3 separate regions of the Mus musculus genome follow, and regions 2 and 3 are each linked to region 1. Evidence: chromatin contacts called from public promoter capture Hi-C data. All regions are on one chromosome and are shown on one strand. Each heading gives the region's core, a stretch centred on a gene start, on an enhancer-like site or on the middle of the called end of the contact. The rest is flanking DNA. Distances are from core to core; before and after follow the strand shown.

Evidence for each region. Promoter capture Hi-C pulls out the DNA fragments that hold promoters and counts their contacts.
Region 2: a promoter capture Hi-C map of hematopoietic stem and progenitor cells shows a contact between it and region 1, with 4 times the contacts expected there. The contact joins the promoter of Epor here to the promoter of Slc44a2 in region 1. A contact is called at or near these places in 2 of 39 promoter capture datasets (frontonasal cranial neural crest and hematopoietic stem and progenitor cells).
Region 3: a contact with region 1 is called in a promoter capture Hi-C map of liver, with 4 times the contacts expected there. The contact joins the promoter of Zfp653 here to the promoter of Slc44a2 in region 1. A contact is called at or near these places in 2 of 39 promoter capture datasets (both in liver) and 1 of 115 datasets of contacts at active chromatin or transcription factors (microglia).

The regions. Positions count from the first base shown.
Region 1 is chr9:21,319,375-21,322,074 of GRCm38.p6, forward strand. It overlaps Slc44a2 (solute carrier family 44, member 2), which reads left to right and starts at 1,345. Exons shown (of 23, transcript NM_001359227.1): 1 at 1,345-1,477. The coding sequence starts at 1,447. Gm39302 (predicted gene, 39302) reads right to left here and starts at 1,740. Exons shown (of 2, transcript NR_166671.1): 1 at 1,216-1,740.
Region 2 is chr9:21,962,185-21,964,884 of GRCm38.p6, forward strand. It overlaps Epor (erythropoietin receptor), which reads right to left and starts at 1,392. Exons shown (of 8, transcript NM_010149.3): 1 at 1,133-1,392; 2 at 20-152. The coding sequence starts at 1,247.
Region 3 is chr9:22,070,071-22,072,770 of GRCm38.p6, forward strand. Zfp653 (zinc finger protein 653) reads right to left here and starts at 1,306. Exons shown (of 9, transcript NM_177318.3): 1 at 979-1,306. The coding sequence starts at 1,271. It overlaps Ecsit (ECSIT signalling integrator), which reads right to left. Exons shown (of 9, transcript NM_001253897.1): 9 at 2,176-2,510. The coding sequence ends at 2,254. It overlaps Gm16845 (predicted gene, 16845), which reads left to right and starts at 932. Exons shown (of 3, transcript NR_040407.1): 1 at 932-1,094.

The DNA.
Region 1 (2,700 bases), core at 95-2,594:
TTGCCCAGCAACTTCTAAGGTTGCTTTTTTTCTTTTCTTTTCTTTTCTTTTTTTTTCTTTCTGTTTTTATCGAGACAGGGTTTCTCTGTATAGCCCTGGCTGTCTTGGAACTCATTTTGTAGACCAGGCTGGCCTCGAACTCAGAAATCTGCCTGCCTTTGCCTCCCAAGTGCTGGGATCAAAGGCGTGCCCCACCACGCCTGGCTTAGGTTAACCATTCTTTATTTTCTCAAGATTTATTTCTTTATTGTATATAATAGTGTTCTGCTTGCATATATGCCTGCATGCCAGAAGAGGGCACCAGATCTCATTATATATTGTTGTGAACCACCATGTGGCTGCTGGGAATTGAACTCAGGTCCTCTGAAAGACAGGATCTGGAAGAGAGCAGGCAGTGCTCTTAACCTCTGAGACATCGCTCCAGCCCTAATCATTGTTATTCTAGAACTTATTTTAGATCATGTCTGTCAACATTTCAAACCTTCCACTGATCAAAGAAAATTTTTGTTTATTGAGACTGGGTCTCACGTACCCCAGGCTGTCCTCAAACTCCTGTGTAGCTAAGGCTAGCCTGGAACTACTGTGCCTCCTTCTTCATCTCCCAAGTGCTGGAATGATAGGTGTTTTTCAAAACTACCTTTTAAGGTTGGACATGGTGGCATACACCTTTAAACCCCACACTCAGAGATAGAGGCATGGGTATCTCTCTTAGTCTGGTCTACATAGCAACTTTCAGGATAGCTAGGACCCCAGGGAGGCTCAGTCTCAAAATAATAATAATAATAATAATAATAATAATAATAATAATAAAGGAGATCCTGCAGCTTCTGCCTCCCCAGTGCTGGGATTGGAAGATTAAAGTCGTAAACCTCCTACCCAGAGGCCCAGGGACATGCCACTCCTTCTCTTTTATTCCTTTCTGACTTGTGTTCAAACTCTCAAAATCTTACCAATAGGATGAATGAGCACATGACAACTTTTTCTGCATCCCTAGCTCAGTCAGCGCTCAGTACCTGGACAAAGAATGACTTGCTGAGCGGTGGTTGAGCACACCTTTAATCCCAGTATTTGAGGCAGACAGATCTCTTGAGTTCCAGGCCAGCCGTGTTACAGAGTTCCGGTACATCCAGGGCTGCACAGAGAAACCCTGTCTAAAAACAAAACAAAAACAAACCCACAAAACCCAAAACAACAACAACAAAAAGAATGACTGACCAGCAGATGCAACACACTAATTGTCCACAGAGAGAGCGGACTGGAAACCAGAAGGTGGCTGCCCCCCAACGCCCCTCCCTGGGCACGCCCCTAAGGGGCGGGGCTGTCTTGGGCGTGCGCGCTGGGGGCGGTGTCAGGCGGGGCAGGGCGGGGCCAGCAGCGCGCGGTGTCTCCCGCCCGCTTGGGTTGGGGTCGCGCTGGCTTCGGACTCAGCTCTCCTCGGTTGAGGCCATGGAGGACGATCGGAAGGACGCAGTCTATGGTAGGAGTAGCCTCCGGCCTGTAGGTCGCCTGTGCTGACTTGGGAAGGAGGGGGTTTTGAGGAAGGGCAACATCTGAGAGCCTTAAAACAAAACACTCGTGGCTGCAGGCAGTACGAAGGCCCTTCTGTCCGCGTCCTCAGGCCTCTGCATCCCGCGCTGGCTCAGCCGGAGCTCTTGGCCCTAGCCCAGGTTGTCCCCCGTGTCTCTTTTCGGGGATCTTCAAGCTTACTCCCTTCCTGAGCGATGAGCCGGGACTTATGGCGCATGCTCCTCGCCTGGAGGTCCCGTTATCTGGGAGAATTAGGTGATGGGCGGGGGAGGGGATGCGAGGCGATCTTAGCTTGGGGTGTGGGCAAGAATGGGGCCCGACCTCGCCACATGTCCCGTCTCCTTAAGACCCAAGTGTCCTCCACATCTTCGCCATTTACATCCAGAATAGCGACTCCAAGCTTAGTACTAGATGGGGAAACTGAGGCAAGGCTGAAGAGTCCCGTATAACTGGAATTAGGTGCCTAATGCGACAGGGAAGGTCAGAGACGAGGCGGGCAGGCGGGGAGCAATGCAGAAACTTTCCCTGCCTGTGCTGATTGTTGCAGGTGCCTGTAATTTTAAGGGTTCCAGGAGACCCGGACCTCAGTAAGGCCTGAGGTGGCCTTAGCCACTTGGAGCTGGGGGTGGGGCCAAGATGCGGATTTCTCACCCTACCCGACTCCGGGTTCCCACGGACTGGGTGTTGAACTCTGAGCCTCCTTCCTCTTATCTATTTTAGGTTCCTTGGGCCTAAATCGGCCACAAGCCTTAAGAGGCATAGCTGAGACTCTGGCAGAGGGGCTCTATCCCTCCCCCTGATATACCACTTTGTGTGACTGGAACTTCCTGGAAACTGCTAGACTCTAGAGTCTTGGGGAGGGGGCCGGAAATGGTTCAAAAATAACTAGAAAAGCAAGTAGGCTCTCTGCCTTCCTCCTCTTTCCTGGGTCTGTGCGGTCCAGGGGGAGGAAAAAAAAAGAATAGACAGGTCCCAGAGGCTGTGACACACCCTTCCTGGCCTAAAGGAAGGTAGCAAGACCTAGCCTTTCAGGGCTCTCCCAGCTTGAAGTTGCCAGCCCCCAGACCACTAGAAGGTCTGAAGCCCCAGGCTCTTGGGTTGCTGTGCAACTATTGAGTGCTTCTGGCTGTCTCTGGTGTGGGATTCTTGGTCTGGGAGCCTGAGTATGCTTGG
Region 2 (2,700 bases), core at 142-2,641, 640 kb after region 1:
CCCAGTCCTGAGGACTCACTCGAGCTGGTATGAGAAGCTGTAGTTGAAGTCCATCCCGGAGCTCGCCGCTTCCTCCCAGAAACACACCAAGTCTTCCAAGCGTTGGGTGAAGCACAGAAGTTCTTCGGAGCCCCGGGATGCCAGCAGGGCCGCTAGAAAAGGGGATAGCCATGGCGGGGGGAGGGGGAGATCAGGGAAGCCCAGGTCTGCCTTCCACGGTGCCCTTACCCTCCCTCTTGTCGCCTGTGCAGATCCGATAATTTTAGTGCCCCGCCCTCTTCTCCAAAAGGGCCTTCGAGGGGTCTTGCAAAAGTGGCGCCTCAGAACTCCCAAGAGTAGCGACCCCGCCTGCCTTGTTCTACTCCTCCGTGCGCACGCCCACTCACCCTGCAAGTTGAGCGCTGTTCGCCCCGCCCTAGCGGGTGTGTGTGAGCGCAGAGAACTCGGCCTCCTATCGGTTCCCGCAGGCACCCGGCTGTCCCCCGATAGCGCCAACCGTGTCCCCCGCCCCCTTCCTCCTCCTAGCAAGCCGTCCAAAGGACCTAGCACCATCCGCCCGCCAAACTGAGTTTACAGTCTGCAGCGGGTCTGTTTCACAGTCTCTGGGAGCTCGATCCCCTCCCCCAGGAGAGCGGACCTAGCACTACCTTACCCTTGCCATTTCTACCATATCCCAGACTCCCTCAAAACACGAAACAGAGCCGAATGTGTTGGCTCTTGCAGGTCATCCCAGCAACTGGAGGTGGAGGCAGGAGAATCAGGAATTCAAGCTCAACCTCAATTACATAATGAGTCTGAGGGCAGCTTTGGCTACACAGACGCCGCCTCAAAACCAGAAACAGTACAGGCGAGTGACACATGCCTTTCATCCTAGCAATTCCAGGACATCCTGGAATGTCTAGCGAGATCCTGCTTCAAACAAACAAACAAACAAACAAACAAACAAACAAACCAACCAATCTTAAGCCTCTGCCCTGAGCATCACTCCAGGGCGAGGAGACTCTGAGATGCCTCATCGAGTTCAGACACCAGTTTGGCCCCTAGGACCCCATCTGGAGGTTCAGGGGACATTTAGCCCCTGGGACTCGGGCTGGGAATTCAGACCACAGCATTGCCCATGTACAGTTCTTACCTTTGCTCTCAAACTTGGGGTCCGGGAGGCTGGGTGAAGGTGCCCAGGCTGCCCCAGCAAGTAGGAGACAGAGGGGGCCTACCCGAGGCCAGAGGGGCACCCTGAGTTTGTCCATGATGCAGCCCTAGCTTCAGGAAGCTCAGGGCTCCAGCGCCCCTGTTTCGTCCCCCCCACCTCTCCTTCCCTTTCCTCTTTCCCCTTTCCCCTAGTCCACAGCTGGGTCAGCAGCAGCTGCCGGACACAGCTGACCAGGAGCTTCTAAGTGGCAGCTCCTTCCAGGGGGCGGGGCCAGCTTGCAGGCTGGGGACAGATAAGCTACAGCCACCAAGGGAACAGGGGCCTTCTTGGGCACAGCCACTGCCTAAACCAGTGTAGGGGGTGGGGCAGACAGCAGAGTTTTGTTTCGGGTGGCTTTGCTAATGTGGTCACGGACAAGTGACTTATGTTGTTTCACCGTCTAGGTCTAGTCCGGGCATCTGTGAATCCAGCCTGCTGTGCAGCCGGCAGGCCACAGATGGAAGAGAGGCTCTCGCTCCAGCCAGTATCTCTTCCCCAGCTCAGTTCAAAATAAGAATCCTAAAGACAACTAGCAACTGGGTGTGTGAGTGGAATCAGGCTGTGTAGCGTGACAGACACGTGCTATGGTGTTTTCTGTTTATGAATTACACGGATTTGGGAATATGAAATATTTACTATTTTTAAAATTACATTTGTGTGTGTGTGCATGTGTGTGCATGCACAAATGCAGCAGGATGCTTGTGGACAGCACAGAACAACTTGGGGAGTCAGCTCTCTCCTGCCTTGTGCTCCTGGTATTAAGCTGAGGTCTTCAGTATTGGCAGAAAAATCTTTGACCAGCTGAGCCAGCTCACCTGAGCCATCCGTCTCACCAGCCCTGATTGTTTTGGAGACAGTGTATCCCAAGCTGACATCAAGCTCCCTGAATAACTAAGGATGATGTTAGACTCCTGGTCCTCCTGCTTTCACTTCCTGGGTGTTGGGATGACAGGCATGCACCACCTATGTGGTGCTGGGACTGGAACCCAGAGCTTCACCTTACTGAGCAAGGGCTCTGCCAACTCTACAGCTCCAGTATTGCTTGCTTTCTTCCATGCAGGATGTCACTAAATAGCCCAGGCCGTCTTGGAACTGTGGCAATCCTCCTGACCCAAGCTTCTGAGTGCTCAGATCACAGACCTGTGCTTTCTTTCTTTTCTTTTTTTTTTTAAGACTTATTTATTTATTATATGTAAGTACACTGTAGCTGTCTTCAGACGCACCAGAAGAGGGCATCAGATCTCTGTTACAGGTGGTTGTAAGCTACCATGTGGTTGCTGGGATTTGAACTTCGGACCTTTGGAAGAGCAGTCGGGTGCTCTTACCCCTGAGCCATCTCACCAGCCCCAGACCTGTGCTTTCTATACTTAAAAATAAAAAAAACAAAGTTGAATGGCGGGTAGTGGTACAGCACTTGCCTAGCAGGTGGAAAACCCTGGGTTTATCCCCAGAACCCCCCAAATACAGAGATAGGTGGATGCATACATATACATACATAAGTACATAGTACG
Region 3 (2,700 bases), core at 56-2,555, 750 kb after region 1:
TTCCCACTGTGGACACCTGCACTGTGAGACAGCAGGAGTAACCTCTATTGGAAATGCTCCACCTTCTAGCTGTTCTTAAGGGCATGGGGTTTTTACTCTTGGGCACTTCTGCTGTCCTTGTCTCTTCCTGGAGGACACTGAGAGAGACATGCTTGAGTCTCAAACAGGAGAGGCCATCTACACTTTCAGAGCCTGCTTCTCAGTGTGGCAAGCTGCACATGACAGTTTACCAATAGGTCTGACAACTACAGCGTGGTGAACCATTCATGGTCTTAGTCTGATCCCTAGAGGGCACGTGGTAGAAGAGGACTAGCTCTGCAAAGCTGTCTTCCCACCTCCTTATGTGGGCCTACATACACCACACACGCACACATACACAAGAATAAAAGTGCCCTCACACCAAGCCTGGCACATGCCTTTAGTCCCAGCACTCAGGATGCACACAAGTAACCCTGACAAGGTTGTTGAAACAGGTGGCTGGGTTAAGGCTGCTTTCTTGTTGAGGATCCGGGTTTGGTTCCCACAACCTACATGGTGGTTCACAATGGTGGTTTCTGGGGATCCGACACCCTTTTCTGACCTCTGCAGGTAGTTCATGCACGTGGTACACATATATCCACGAAGGCAAGGCACTCATACGCAGAAAATCAGAGTGCCCAGCACCTTTGGAGGTTTACACCTGAGAGCCAGCCCCAGGCCAGGCCAGTGGAGGCGGGTCGACTCTTCAGACGGGCCAGTCGGAGCTTCCGAAGGCGGGCAGAGGGGTGGGGCACAGGCTTGCATTGGGTAGTCAATGGGTCGGAGGCGGAGCCGCGAGGAGGCGCGTGAGGGGTCTGGGTTGCCTAAGCCCGAGACCGAGGGCCGCCAGGCGGCCCGGGGGTGGGGCTTCACGCTCCGGGGGCGGGGCCGCTGCCCTTTTCGTCCCTCCCCCGGCTTCTTCTCTCCCTCCCTCCCTCTCCCGGCCCCGCGCCCCCTTACCCGTGGCGACCGCTACGCTGGCCACGCTCCAGCGAAATGAGGTAGGCGGCAAGTTTGGCGTCGCTCCAGCCGCTGCGGCGTCTCAGGTCCACCCAGGGGCCGTGCGCCTCGCCCAGGTACACGCGCCGCACGTCGTACTTCTTCCGGGACTCGAGCCGCCTCCGGGCCCGGTCCGACTCGGTGAGCCGCGGCCGGCCCCGCGCCTTTCTGCCTGCCGCGCCTTCCTCTGCCGCCGCCTCCCCGCCTGCGCCCGCCTCCGCCTCCGCCCCGGGCTCTGGAGCCCGCTCCGCCATCCCCCCCTCCCTGGTTACCGGCCTCCCCCGTTGTTAGGAGCCTCGACCGGAAGTGGCGCGCCTAGTCTGCGCCGCCGGGAGATTTCTCACAGGGTCTTCTCTGCCCGCGGCGCCAAACGGGGACAACTAGCCATAGCTGCGCATGCGCGTAGTCCGTCCGGCCCAGGCCATGGAAGTGCGTTCTGTTGACAAGTCAGTTATTTGGGAGGTAGAGGCACTGGGTACTGAAACTCAGGTAATCCTTGCCTCTCTATTGAATTCTTCGGCAATGTGATTAAAGATTTTTTCAAAAGGGCTGGAGAAATGGCTCACTGGTTAAGGGCACTCACTGCTTTTCCAGAGGACCTGCGCTCAAATTCAGCACCTACATGGCAGCTAGAACTGTCTGTAATTCCAAGATCTACCATTCTCACATAAACATATATACATGCAGAACACCAATGCACATAAAATAAAGGTAAATACATTTAAAAGATGTTTTTAAAGGCCAACAAGTCGGCTCTGCAGGTAAGGTGATGGCTGGCATACTTGACAATCTGAGTTACATTTCCGAGATTCACAGGGTCATATATCGGAACAGACTCCAGCAAATGGTCTTCTGACCTCCACACATCCCTCCCATACCATAAATATATAAATGGATTTTTTTTTTTTTTTTTGGTTTTTCGAGACAAGGTTTCTCTGTGTAGCCCTGGCTGTCCTGGAACTCACTCTGTAGACCAGGCTGGCCTCGAACTCAGAAATCTGTCTGCCTGCCTCCCGAGTGCTGGGATTAAAGGCGTGTGCCACCACGCCCATCTATAAATGGAATTTTTGAAAAGACAAGTTTAAAAAAGGGTCCCAAGGTGGTAAACCCAAAAGAGCCCATGCAGAACATACGAAGGGAAGCCACAGGGCCAGGGAAGAGGTTTTGATTTTTTTATTTTCTCCATATTATTTCATACCAGCCCAGTCTTTTCTCCTCATGCCAGCTCTATCTGACTCAACTTTGCCCCTGCTGCTGCTCTGCCTGAATGGTCTCATCATCTTCCTCAGGCCCCTTGGGAGGACTGTGGGGAGGGGACTGTCCCTCCAGCCTTGAAGTTGTCAGGAGCTCCCCCGTGGACCTGGCCAGGCGGAATACCACTGGGATCTGTGCCAGGGTTGGGTTGGTCTCCTGCAAGCCTTGGATCCACTTGATCAATGTTGCCTGATCATGGGCACCAGCCATGCACATGGCGAAGACAGGGCCTTCTGTCACTGTTAGGAGAAGAGTTTGTGTCTCACCACTGTGACGTACTCTGAGCACCTCCATGAGTTCACAGCCAGCTCCCTGTGCCACATAAATGTTCTACATTTCCCTTGGCCATGCCACCCGCTGCTCAGATACTATCAAGAGACTAAGTTTGAGCCCTAACTTGGAGGCTACCATGTGCCTCCTCCCAACTCC